2 separate regions of the Mus musculus genome follow, and region 1 is linked to region 2. The links are chromatin contacts, called in public Hi-C maps. All regions are on one chromosome and are shown on one strand. Each heading gives the region's core, a stretch centred on a gene start, on an enhancer-like site or on the middle of the called end of the contact. The rest is flanking DNA. Distances are from core to core; before and after follow the strand shown.

Evidence for each region. A called contact is a pair of places that touch in the nucleus more often than the background predicts.
Region 1: a contact with region 2 is called in a Hi-C map of stem cell-derived neural stem cells, with 3 times the contacts expected there. The contact joins two enhancer-like sites. A contact is called at or near these places in 1 of 15 datasets of contacts at CTCF or cohesin (pro-B cells), 22 of 484 Hi-C or Micro-C datasets (the BV-2 cell line, the G1E-ER4 cell line, LSK cells and 13 more), 4 of 115 datasets of contacts at active chromatin or transcription factors (acute myeloid leukemia, astrocytes, embryonic stem cells and 1 more) and 1 of 9 other capture datasets (embryonic stem cells).

The regions. Positions count from the first base shown.
Region 1 is chr2:135,321,945-135,328,714 of GRCm38.p6, forward strand. Plcb1 (phospholipase C, beta 1) reads left to right here. Exons shown (of 32, transcript NM_001145830.1): 13 at 666-750; 14 at 3,679-3,856. Among named protein-coding and RNA genes, the nearest start is that of 4930545L23Rik, 110 kb to the left of the region's middle. Within about 2 kb of position 2,202, at least 32 of the 459 cell types and tissues checked have an H3K27ac peak or open chromatin away from gene starts, as enhancers often do. A contact at or near this core is called in stem cell-derived neural stem cells, where this site is marked.
Region 2 is chr2:134,484,093-134,490,740 of GRCm38.p6, forward strand. No RefSeq gene overlaps it. Among named protein-coding and RNA genes, the nearest start is that of Gm52526, 40 kb to the right of the region's middle. Within about 2 kb of position 2,114, at least 15 of the 459 cell types and tissues checked have an H3K27ac peak or open chromatin away from gene starts, as enhancers often do. A contact at or near this core is called in stem cell-derived neural stem cells, where this site is marked.

The sequences.
Region 1 (6,770 bases), core at 952-3,451, 840 kb after region 2:
GGGTTCTCAACCATCAGGCCACCCTAGACTGCACAGTGAGGCCATGTCTCAAAACACAGGGAAGAAAAGAGTTGGAGACAGCCTTTGCCAACCCTGCTGTATCCTTCCAGCATCGCCCATGTGTGCACGCACACACACACACACACACACACACACACACACACACACACACACACACTTCTGCATGGTTTCCTAGACATATGAAGCTCCCTCTCTCCATCTATTCTCCTCTCTTTCTTTCTCACTCTTCTTTCCCCTCTTGATTCCTTATAAATAATCTGTTTCTGCTTTCTGTTGCTGTGATACATTTTATCCAAGAATTTACATGGAGCCACAAAAATATTCCAACCCCAGGAGCCTTGCAGTTGACATAGAACCAGGCAATCCAACAAAAGGAACAAAGTTTTTAACTCTAGAAATCTCATGAATCTGGAGACAGGGACATGATGTGTTGTGTCCTTGTCTGGGTTGTGTACGGTGACCTTAAAAATAGCCCTGCACAGCCACCCTGCCTCCTGCCCGTGTGTGAGTGTGTGGGTACTTGTGATGTTTAGGAAAGAGCTTCATAACAATGGAAACTGATTCTGACTGACTTCTTTCTGTGCTAGTAATACAAAGGACACCTCTCTGAATAAACCCCATAATTTCTTTCTTTTTGCTCTTAGCCCGAAGCAACAAGCCAAGATGGCCGAGTATTGCCGATTAATCTTTGGTGATGCCCTCCTGATGGAACCACTGGAAAAATACCCAGTAAGTAGCTGCACTCTGCTCCCTTGAAGGAGAACATTTATCAGTTACAGCTGGGGAGATATGTCCTCTCTGTAGATATATGATCAGCGAGATCTGAGCTGACTGGTGTCAGAAAATATGTGTCTGTTTCCTTTTCTTTATCCAGCCTTATCCCTCCTCTGCTTAAAGTGACACCATTAGTGTTTGTGAACAAATGTCTATTAACCCCCAAATAAGTTACTGAGGACAAGCCAAAGTAGTAATTCCACCAAAGTCTAATTTGGTACCAGGGAGTTACTTATAGGAATATGGATGAAAGGTTGTTGACAGTGGTGTGAATAACTCAAAGGTAACTACATAATCCAAAAGCCCACTTCAGCATGGGCATCAACTCATGGATGCTATATCCCTGGTGCTCCCTGCCTGACAAGTCAGCAGCTAGACCGGTTGAACAGTCCTCTCCCGATTCACACCCCACCCCACCCCACCCCAAGCAGTCCATACTGCTGGTATAATTAGGGAAAGAGGCCTTGAGAAGCTTGTAGGTTTCAGGAACTTCCTGAGTGTGTGAGATTTGTTGACTTCCCTTACTTCCGGAACATCATCAGCCTCCCTCTTTCCCTCTAGGAGAGAATGTTTCAGTTGTCAGTCAAGATTACAAAGTCCTCAGCAGTGAGAGTCAGCTCATAAAAGACAGTCCAAGAGGAGATAGCACTCTGTAAATACCACCATCTCCCCCCACCCCCCAATGGATCTTTGTCACACCCTTTGGAAGTGAATGCAAAATGTGGCAATACTGGTTCCTAAGCCTGTTTCTGCCACCTGCTGTCCACCACCTACATTTACCTTTGAGAAAACACTCAACTTCAGTTGCATCCATGAACCGATGAAATGCCCCAACTCTCCCCATGGGTATCCAGCAAAGAATAAATAGTCACTAAATACTATTTAAGCCTCTCTCTTATTGCTTATTTTTCCTTTAAACAAGATATTGGGGAGCTGAGTAAATCTGATTCCCTAATGGACAGTTGTGAGCCCTGCCCAGGGTGTCTGGCTGCTTGAACAGAGGATTGTCGGCCAAGTAGCCCCTCGTTAGCAGCCAGCTGGCCTGCCCTTATGGCAGCCTGACAGCCCTGAGCATTATATGCCTGCCTTGAGGGAGCTGTGCTGAAACTGCAGCTTCTTGCTGCCAAAGCAAAACGATTCTCGCTACCTCTGTGTTAAACAGCAGGCACCAGACTTCTCGCCATCACCAGCCTCAGCGACCTCTGAACAGCCATATTCACCCACGGCAGAGGGGAGCACAGTTCCTGGTGGCCCAGCAGAAATTTGTGGTTAGCGCAAGCACAGTACTTAATTGGTGTGGGGAATTCTGCAATGCAATGGGTTTCGGACACACCTGCCACGCCCCCTTCACCACTGTAGAATGGAAGCAAGCTGTTTAACTGTGACTCCACAGAGAGATGGCCTTCAGTGCTGCCCCCTGGTGTTGCAGCATGAGCAGTCCATAAGACAATTCTCTAGCCTGCTGTTCTCTTAAGGCTGAACTGGGGATAGGAAGAGGAGCTGGTAGGAGCAGCAGCAGAGTAGCACCAGATGACACTGGGATTCCAAAGAGTGACCAAGGTGAGGAACAAAGGTGCTGGACGAATAATGAACTGTAAAGAACAGGGAAGGGAAACTGGGCCGTATTTAATAGAAATCGTTACAAAGAAAGCTAAGCCTTAAGTTCCCAGGATCGAGACCTATAATACTAGGATTTTAGGTGCTCTGGGTCCTTACACCCTAAGCTCTTTCAGGAGATAGAGCACAAGCAGGCAATAGTGCCTTGCTGCTGATCACTGCTGCAGGAAGCAGAGGATCATGACAGCTGCCCAGTTCCAGACTACTGGTGGCTAAAGCTCAGACTGAAAGCCTGTCACCATGTCACCATACATCTTTAGCTTCTTAAGCCTAGAGCAGTAGAAGCCTGGCTCTCTGTGCTTGAAGCTATATAAGACATGGAGCATACGAACTCCAGGTCCCAGGCTCAGGTCCTCAGGGGGCCCAGCTTAGAACAAGGGAAGATCTTCTCTTCATCTCCCTGGGACTCCTGAGTAAGAGGACCCTGCCCAGTGGATGGGTAGCAGCCCCATCCCTGTTCATAAAGGCAAAGAGCAGCCAGAACCTAAAGAAGCCTCTTCTTCCTGGACACTTTGGCCCAGTATCTGCATATTTTCAAGTGAGTTCATACTGGTCCCCAGACTCATGGCAAGCAAAGGATAGAGGGCCAGCTTGTGGGACTTCAAAGGCCTCTCTAAAAATAAGCCTGTCTTGTGTCTTGCACATGCTCCCTGATACAGTAACTTATAACCTTCTCATGGGAAGTTGATTTCCCAGTATATGGACAAACTTGCAACAGTGAAGTAAGGCTCAGTAAGACAGCTCAGATCTAGGGGCAAGAGGAAAATCTGAAATTATGTCTGATTTGGCTGATGCTAAAAGCCCACCCGAAACCAACACAAGATGTTGCTGCCCCTAACGCTTTGTCTGAAACAGTGACTTATTTGGAAACTTTTACCCAACTTCAACAATTCTTTCTGTCCAATGTTTGGCCTTTTCCCAAAGACTCAGGTCAGAGATGATTTATGTATCTGCAGTAAAATGATTGGACTTGCAGGGCCCGTCAGAAAATGCCTGAGAGTCCAAGGTCAGACCATTAAATCTACCTGTACATTTCCGTGGCCTCATTTTTTTTTTTTTTTGTAGTTTCATTGTAGAAAATGAGTTAGGTCATTTAAAAGCATCTTTTATTTAAAACAAATGCAGGGCACAATTAGAATGCTTTCGTGAACTATGCTGAATATAGTAGATGCCAATCTAGAGGCTGTGCTATCCAAAGCAGTGGGATTAGAGAGGTGCCTGGAAGGAAGGACAGTATTTTTAAAGGCTGTGCTTTCTTTTAAATAGCTGGAATCTGGGGTACCTCTTCCAAGCCCTATGGATTTAATGTATAAAATCTTGGTGAAAAACAAGAAGAAGTCGCACAAGTCGTCAGAGGGAAGTGGTAAGAAGAAGCTTTCAGAGCAAGCTTCCAACACCTACAGCGACTCCTCCAGTGTGTTCGAGCCTTCGTCTCCAGGAGCTGGTGAGTGAGGGGCTGCCAGGCTCAGGATGGGTGGATTCGCAGATCTGCTGCTCTGAAATTGGCCTAGAAGGGCTTTCAGCTTTCAGCTTTCTCTCTTTGGATGGTTTATGTTGTGTTGCTTTTCGGTGGCACTCTTAACCACAAATTCTGTAGGTCGAAAGGTTTCTGAGAAAGCTTCTGGAATAAACCGAAGATGTCTTTCGGGAAGCTCTTAGGAAGGATTTTTCAAGCCCTAGAGGCCACTCACACCCACCGGCTCACAGGTCCCCCTCCCTCCAGCTTCCAAGCTAGTCATGTTGTTGTATCTCTATAGTCCTTCCTCTGTGGTCACTTTACTCTCTGACCACCACTTGAAACTCTTGTCAGCTCATAGCCTCAAGTTATCGGTTAGGCCCACTGAGAGATTTCAAGGCAGTCTCCTGCCTCAGCCTGATGTCAGATAAGGAGTCAGCTCATCTTTGGGTAGGTATTACACTGGCTTTCACGTGAGGCAAATCTGCTTTTCAGCAGAGTCTTGCTTCTAAACTTCATCATCGACCACATCAGCAGAAGGGAAGACAAGAGATTGGCAGACTTCTAATGCAATCATTGATGGGTTCTGGGCTTTGCAGTTCTCCCCTGTGTTATAAAGCACTTAAAAAAAAAAGAGTGAAGTGACAAATGACTTGCATTGTTTATGAAAGGGATTGGCATTTTTTTCTTTCACATTAGTTTGAAACTGACCACTTGTGAGACAAAAATTCAAAGGCCATTGGATTTCTTTGGGTTATTTGCCATTGAGCCTAATTTATTCCCCCTTACCCAGAATCCTGACAATTGCAGAGAGACAGAGAGAGAGAGAGAGACAGAGAGAGACAAAGGGAGACAGAGACACAGAGACAGAGACAGACAGAGAGAGAGACGGAGAGAGAACAGAGGATGGGAGGATAGAGGAAGAAAGCCAGGAAAGGAAAAGGGGGATGGAAAGACAGAATAAAGATACTTAATATATCAACCAAAACTAAACACATGCACTTCCCCTGCCCAGTTCTATTCCTAGGGAGAGAGCTAACAAGAAATGGGAAATGGGTAGTGATATTTATCAAGAGATGGAAAAATTGCTATAAGCAATATTATTAAAAATATCCAAACACTGGCAGCAAGCAATCCATCAGCTGATTGCAAATCATGGTTTAGTCATACAAAGGAATAATGTATATAATGAGAGTGATTTACAGCTATCCACAGAAGCATAACTGACTGTGAACACAGAATCCAACAACAACAACAAAAAAAGTATACTATCTAGCTCCATCTGTATGAGTATAAAAAGCAAACAAAACCAAGATAAGCTGTTAGAAGTCAGGGTAACCGCTAGCCTTAGACAGAACTAGAAGGAAATCTAGTTTCTTCTGGACTCTAGACCAGACTTCTGGACCAGTCTATTTTCTTTATATTTTGAAAATCCATGTATTGCTCATATGTCATGCATTTCCCCATGCCTATCACACATAAATTAAAAGATTTTTAAACAATTGGAATGTTAAAATATAAAGTGGGGCAATCAGAACATGAACGTGGCCAGCTTAGTTGGTTGGTTGCTTGCTTGTCTGGTTGGGAATTTGGGTCTGTCTTGTTTGAGCCTCTACTGTGCTCTGACCTTTTGCAGACTAGGCAAGTGTCCTACCTCTCTGCTGAGTGTGTCACACCTGCAAGCCCTGACTAGGCCTGGTTTACCTTTTGTCTTATTGTCTGTCTCACTTGTCAACTGCTCTTATTATTTAAATTGACACCCTAAGGTACAGACAGTATATAAGTCTCTCAGAAGGTCTATTCCCCTCCATGGTTCACAGATATGTTTTTTTTTTCAAATATCATGACATCATTCTGATTTCCTTTTGAAAATTTTTTCTCAGTATGATGTGAGGATGATCGATCATCAGAAGTCTCTTCCTTTCCAACCTGTCCTAATGTGCCTTCCTTTGCACGTGGGTGCTTGTGGGTATTTGCGCCATCTGCTTTTATCTAATCCCATTTCTCTCTCCCATTAACCAGATACATAACTCTAATAATAATGATTTCTACAGGCAGTGAACACAATTGCTTAATACAGAGAAAAAGCAGCAATCTGTTAGCAATTCTGTAGGTTCCCTAAGCTAGCCAGGAGTGAGTCGTGTGCAATCGGTATTTATTGCCATGTAGTTTTGGAGTCTTTAGTACGTAAGTAGGCCCCAGAATAAAGAGTTCTGATAATTTATCATTTGGTTTGTGGATGTTCCCAGTACCAGGAACAAACACATAACATGGATCTTATTTTAAAGCTAAGTCAGTCTGTTGCCTGGATGCCTCTTCTGGGAGCCAACCCTTAGCCAGCACACTTTCCAGAATGAACAAGGGTCAAGTAAGATACCACTTTTGGGTGTTGTTAGTGTTGCTTTTAAAAAGGGTATTATTTTTTTATGGTTCAAATAGATTTCTCCAGGGTCCTCTCAAAGTCTTATAAGAGAAGCCCCTTAGGTATGTACAGCCTCTGTGGTGACTTAATACATAAAAGACAGATCAGTATGGTTTTGTTTTTCTTTGTTAAGCTTGCCAAAGGAAGAAAAAAAAAAAAACAGGTCTTTGCTTTCACAGTAGAGGCAGACGAAGTTTTTTTCTTCCTCATACAACCCAAGTTACAGCCTGAACGTGTATTTGAAATGGTAATTGGACAATTGTTTTGTTACATGAGTCATTTTGTAGAATGTTCCAGCAATCATCTTTTCATGTTGCTTGATTAAAGAACACATCCTTCATTAAAAATAATAATAATACAAAGAAGTACTTCAGGAAATAAAATGAATATGAAATATTAAGTAGCAACCCCCTAAAACAACGCATCTGTTATACAGCAGGGTGCATTTTTAAGCAAGTATATGGGGTTCGAATAATTATT
Region 2 (6,648 bases), core at 864-3,363:
TAAGATAGAGTTTCTACAAATATTATTAAGTTGAATCTTGGCTATGTAGCTAAGATCTTATATCATCTGCAAGTTGGAGATAGAAAGACAGAGCCTTGTTTCTCTCTCTCTCTCTCTCTCTCTCTCTCTCTCTCTCATGTGTGTGTGTGTGTGTGTGTGTGTGTGTGTGTGTGTGTGTGTGTGTGTGTGTAAGTGTGTGTATTCAGAAGACAAGCTGTGGAAGCTGGTTTTCTCCTGATACCACTTGGGCTCCAGGGATGAAATTCCAGTTACCACACTTGGTAGCATGCTTCTCTACCCACTGAGCCATCCTCTGGCCCCCAAACTCATGATGCTTTGCACTTACTTCATTTGTGCCTGAGTTCTTCTTCCCTCTCAGCAACAAAAGTCCTTAGCTCCGACATCACACTCCCTGATTTTCTTTTTCTCCTCCAACTATTCAGTTTGTATCCCTTCTGCCTTGCTTGCTCTTCCTCATTTGTAAACTTTCAGAGGAGCATTTGCTAATAGCCACAAGGCACAGTTTATACTGGGCTGTCTTGAAATACCCTCTGTCAATATTAGTTCAAAACTGTCCCGTTTAGTCTCAGACAGACTCTTGGGACCAGGGCAATAAGCAGCGACACTCTTTGCAAAAATTACAAGAATGGTCTCTAGCTCCCATGATAATATTTTTCCCTTCTGATGCCCCCCAAGCTGATCCACCACAGTCTTCATTGTTCTCAGTTGTCTCCCACAGTCCTACCAGGAAGGCCTTTGAAACCCCACTGACAGTGTTCAACCACTTTCCTAATCCAAAGTCACAAACAGCAGCATGGTCAGGCCTGTCCCTTGGTAAGTCCTTGTATGGTCTTAGTTTCTTGTCTATTGCTATGAGAAGATACCATGACTAAGGCAACTTATAAAAGAAACCGTTTAGTTGGAGACTTGCTTACAGTTTCAAAGGGTTAGTCCATTACTACTATGTCAGGGTGCTGGAGACAAAGCTAGTAGCATACATCCCGATCTGCAAGTTGGAAACAGAAAGAGCTACTGGGCCTGGTGGGGCTTTTTGAAAAATCTCAAGTCCTACCTCCACCTCCTAATCCTTCCCAAAACAGTTCCCACACAGCAGAGAGCAAACTCAAATGCACGAACCAATGAGGGCGATTTTCAATCAAACTACTGTCTCCCCCAAAACATTAAGCAACACCTTTGCCCCTCTTATTTCGAGACAAACTCGCAGGTAGAACTCTATTCTAGGGTCTCTTTGAAGCTGTTCTCCAAAACCATCTGACTTCCTGGTGTCTCTTGAAAGTGGTTCCCTAGTAAACGACATGGGTTCCATCTTCATAGGGATAAAGTGCTCCTGGGTACCCCCACTATGGACACTTGCCTCACTGTGCCTGTCAAACAGTGGCACTGAAACCAATGTTCAAAGGAAATAGCACTGTGGCCAAATATTTTAGCCTTGTCCTCAACCCAAATGACCATAAAGTGTTAGCTAGTCTAATGCTTTCCCCCCTTTGTGTGTTTCCTTTGCCTTCTTCCTACAGCCTTGGGTTAAGCTGGAGGTGGCAATTATAGCACAAGCAAAGGAGAAACAAAGGTGACAGTAATGGCGAAAGGAAACAGCCAAGGAGGATTGGCGAAAGTGTGCAAGTGATCAAATGTGGTTAGTCCTTCAGCAGGGGGATGAGGGGCCAGTCTCCTGAAGTAAAAACTCCACAACATTTTAAGACAATAATTTGCTTAACTGTGATAATTAGTAGACCTAGTTAATCAATTTCATACACATTAGGACATTTTTCCCGAATCTGTCACTCTCTAAAACATTACTCCAAACTGAAATCGCTCCTTTAAAAAATATTTTAAAAGATCTCCTTCGCTCCTTTGCTCTTTCTTTGAACCATTAAAGTTATTATATAGCAAGGAGCAATTTGCAATAATTTACCTCTCCCAAAATAATAATAATAAGGTAGCTATGTACCCTGTGTGTTTGATTTAAGTAAAAGGCTTTCCCTTCCAGGACCTCACGAATGCACAAGGTTCAATTTCTGCAGAGCGCTAATGAACAGGCTGCTCTCCCAGCCCAGGCCCCTGCACAGAATGACTTCATTCAGGGCTACTGCTCGCGCATGGAAAGTGTTGGTTAAAAATCCCACAGAGTTCAGACGACCTTTTGCTAACTTCCCCCGCCTCTTATTTGTCTTTCTGGTCTAAGCCAGGAGTAACATAAATATTCATCAGCTGATGCTGGTAGCTGTGAAGTTATGAATGAGGCCACACGGCTTAGTTCTGACCCCATCCACAATTTGGAAGCTTCTCCCTACAGCTCCCAGGCAAAGGACACTTGCTGAACTCCTTGCTTCATACTAGAAAGCTTTTACAGATTCAGTCCCTTTTCCCTTTAAAGCTCTAAGAAGAAACGCTGTCTACTTAATGTTTACTCGGGGTTTATAGAAGAAAAACACCACCACTCTGCCAAGCTTTAAACTTTTAGAAGCCTTGTCATGACAGGAGCACGTGTCAAATCATCAGTGGGTCTAAGGATGGATGCCACTGTGGCAGGATCTTTCTATTGCATTGTGGCAAGGTCTCTTTTATATCAAATTCCAGACAGATACCTGGGGCACTTCTTGTTCAAAGAGCAGAGAAAATAGCCACGGCTTTGATCTCTGTCTACTGCTTGGCTAATTATCCAGACAGGTGTTCAAAAAGGATGTTGAAAGGTCTTGAATAACAGCACATCAAACAAGTCCTCTGTGCTGAGACAAAGTGGGGGAGAGAGGAGAAGGCACTGTGAAGCCTGACAGAGGCCTGCAGTGTAATTAGTCTTTCTTTAATGCGTATTTCCCACAAATTACCGCTTTTTAATATGGACTCTTAATTTTCCAGCTTCCGGCTCAAAGGAATTTTGCTATAAAGCTGAGTATGAATTTTGGGAGCAAGAGGCTATGGTGGTGTTAGGAACCCACCATCCAGTTGTGACTAAACCAGAAGTCAACATGCATTCATAGAAGTGGCTAAGTTTGTCAACATACAACATTCTGCTTTCGACATTGCTTTGCTAAAACTCAACATTTGGTCTTTCCTTGTCTCTAGGGAAACAATGCCAGTGTTAAATATTCATTGGATAAATCTAGAACTTAAGGGGCATTGATAGGAAGTGTCACTACAAGTGCCACACATAGAAAAGGCTTCCTGGAACTATTCTGGGCTATGTGCTACGAGCTTTGAACTATTCATACAGATCAGTATTTCTCACTGTCAAGGCCCTGTGTTTTTTCTAGGTTTTACCGCTTGCTGTATCTGACAGTGGAAATAATTGTCTAGACCACAGAACCAGAGAGATGGGGAACAGGATCTCAGGTGTTCAAATGAGGACCAGATCTTAAGCTGGCAAGAGACCTGGCTGGAACAGATACTCATAGCCAGATTCCTGTCTCTGTCTCCATCCTGGAGTCTACCCTTGCCAAGACCAGAACAGGAGCCAGAGGCAAGTATTCAACTATATTCTCTATGGCTCCAGTCCTTACCAGAGCAAGGCTGATGGAGAGCCATTGGAGGGAGTCACAGGGAATGACCTGCAGAAAAACTACCCAGGAGACAGCAATGATGGATTGTCATGCATACCCAGAGACAGCTGGAAAGCCAGCTGAGTTAGCAAAGGCAAAAAAAAAAATCCCACATTTTCTCTCCCTCTATCCCTTGCCCAACACTGAACATTTCAACCTAGGAGTAATACCAAGCAGAATTAGTTGTTGATCTTCCTATGAAACTCTATTTTTATAGTGTCATATATGATCACAATGTCAAAAGTATTTCATTTAAATACTCCTTGCTTTTTTGGTGTCAAGAAAGAAAGTGGCTTGACAGATAGTGACCTACAAAATCTGATGACAGATGATTCCATTTCTCGGCCTTGAGTATAATCAGCGAACTCAATGGAGCAGACTTCAGTTCGGCTGAGGCCCACCACAAACACAGTTCACAGTCCCAGGGTGGCGTTAGGACTTGAAGGCTCCATTATGCCAGCTATTTTCAGCTCTTCTGGGAGTTCCCTTCACTGTTTGCTGGTCCCGAGGGCCTTCTCCCATGTACCTCCTTTGCTTCATATAGTGCCTTCAGCCACTCTTGTGGAAGCCACAGTTACTCAACTTTAAAGTTGGGAATTTTTTTAAGTAATACTTACCTGAAATGTATACCTTTATTTATACTGATTAAAAGAGTTATTCTGGGGATTTGCATAAATAGATTTTTCATTTCTTATAACTCAATCTTGTTTTTATTATCTTGAAGCTTATCAATTATCACTGATTCTGCTACTGTCAGTAGACTGACCTTGGGTAAGTTTCTTAAACTGCAAATGAACGGGAAAGAATTGGGAGCTCTCATAGTGGCCACAGAATCCCAGCCCTCCCCTCTGTCATGTTATTATCCAAGGCTTTCATAATAAGTACCTGGACTGGGGAAAGTAATTAACTTCTTAAATCAAGTCAGCAGCAGATGGGTTTCACCAAACCACAGGCCTCAATGTTAAATTTATGGGATTGAGTTAGGCACACCAAAGAAGAAACCAAACAAGATGGTACATTTGAAAGAATGAGCAATTTGCTTTGCTACATCTCCATCATGCCATGATGTCAAATTGACAAGCTCATTCTGGGTCGCTGATGGGAGACTGGGCAAACAAAGAAAAAGATGACTTAGGGAGACCTCAGGCAAGCTCCTGCACAATGTAATTTTACGTTGTCACAGGATGTTGCATTCCTGCACAATGTAATTTTACGTTGTCACAGGATGTTGCATTCACAAGGCACCGCAAGATTACCATCAGAGAACACATGCATCCTCCTTTGGTATGTATCGATGGGGAAATAATTCTAGAACCTTCACAGAAACTAGGTTGCACAGGTGTTGAAGCCTCTTTGATAAAATGGCATAGGGTTTGCACATAAACTACACTTACCGTCTAATATATTTAAACCCATCTCTAGATTACTAAGAACATGATAAAATATGTAGGCTTTATAATCATTGTACTGTAGTATTTATGGATGAAGGCAAGAAAAACTGTGCATGCATCCAATGTAGGCACAGTCTTGTTTGGCCTAAGGTGTTTGAATCCATGAGTAGGGAACCCACCAATACAGATGGTTGATTGTATGTTTCCAAAATTTCTTTTTTTAAATGGAAATATAGCCAGAAAACAGTTGGTTTGTAAAATGGTACAAAGAGGGAGTTGCCAGGCTCAATGCACACATATACCAGTACAGAGTGCCAAGTTAAACTTGAATTTCACATAACAAGTGATATTTTGAAGGCATGTCCAAAACATTGCTCAGGATATATTTTCACTACAAATTTCATTGTTCCTATAGAGTATCTACTGTTTTGAAGCCAGTAAAGTCATCATACATTGGGAACAGCAATAGTTCTGCTTTTCCCTATTCACAATACTGAGGATCCAGAGGGTCCCATATTCATTAGTAGCTCTTCTTCCCGACCACATATGGCAGGTCAAGAAACAAATAAGTGGCCCATATGAGTTATGTTTCCTTATTATCTTGAGTGGGAGATGGAAAAAAAAATAAGTGAAGTTTTCTTCACTACAAATACAGTAGAGATGAGCCCAAGGAATGCCAGACAGCTGAATGTCTGACTAGGGGAGGCTACTGGTTCTGTGACTCGAAAGCACCAAGGCAACAACACTCTAGAGGAACAAGACTGGAAGATCCAAAGTGTTATTCCTGCTTTCAAACCACATTACCTCAAACCCTGCAGCACCATGCCATTGCTACAGCTTGGGGATTTGCCTATTCTTCTGGTTTTTCTTTGGCATGCACCCTTTCTCTGACTTAGTTCAAACTGTGTCTTACTGCCAACAAATCACCATGAGTTCTAACATCTCACCTGGGCATCATTTGTCATGCTGAAGTATGATTTTCTCAGAAGCACTGAAGATCTATTGATTTTGCATCTTATTTTGAGATGACTCCAGCATGGCTGCCGTGCATCACATCCCTTCGCCCTACTTACATGGCTAGAGAATTCTTTCTCTGGCCCGTATCAAGAATGCATATGACACATGGATACATGACTGACATGCTCTAGGGATGCAAAAATTCTCTCACTTAGTTGAATTTCTGTTGCTTATCAAATTCAAATTGAGGTTTACTGAAGAATCAAAGGAATTTTAAACATCAGAATCTATGTTCAAGAAAGCCATACTCTTTTAATATTATCATATTATCATTTCTGTTTCTTATTGTAAATCAAGTAATTTCACAATAGCACTTTGTGGTCATAAAGGCTCATTTGTACTTTCAGAACAATGTACAAAATCAATGTTCTTTCTTCAAATGTGCTGGTTTTAAAGTTCCTAAGTTAATGACGATAGAAACTTAGCATCTTAAGCTATATAGTGAAACAGTAAAAAGCAATGCAAAGAATATGTCACCCTAATGGTGGGGCACTAGCAAGAACCCCAAAGCCTGGGAGACAGCTCCTGGCCCACATTTCATCATTGCATGACCCTGGTGTTCAGAGAGATGTCTAGGACATGTAAGTAACCTCTGTAAAATCAAAGACCAAGCACACAACACTGCCCCTCCCAAGCTTCTAGCATCCTCCCAGTGAAACTGTTAAAATGTTCTTATTAGTTGA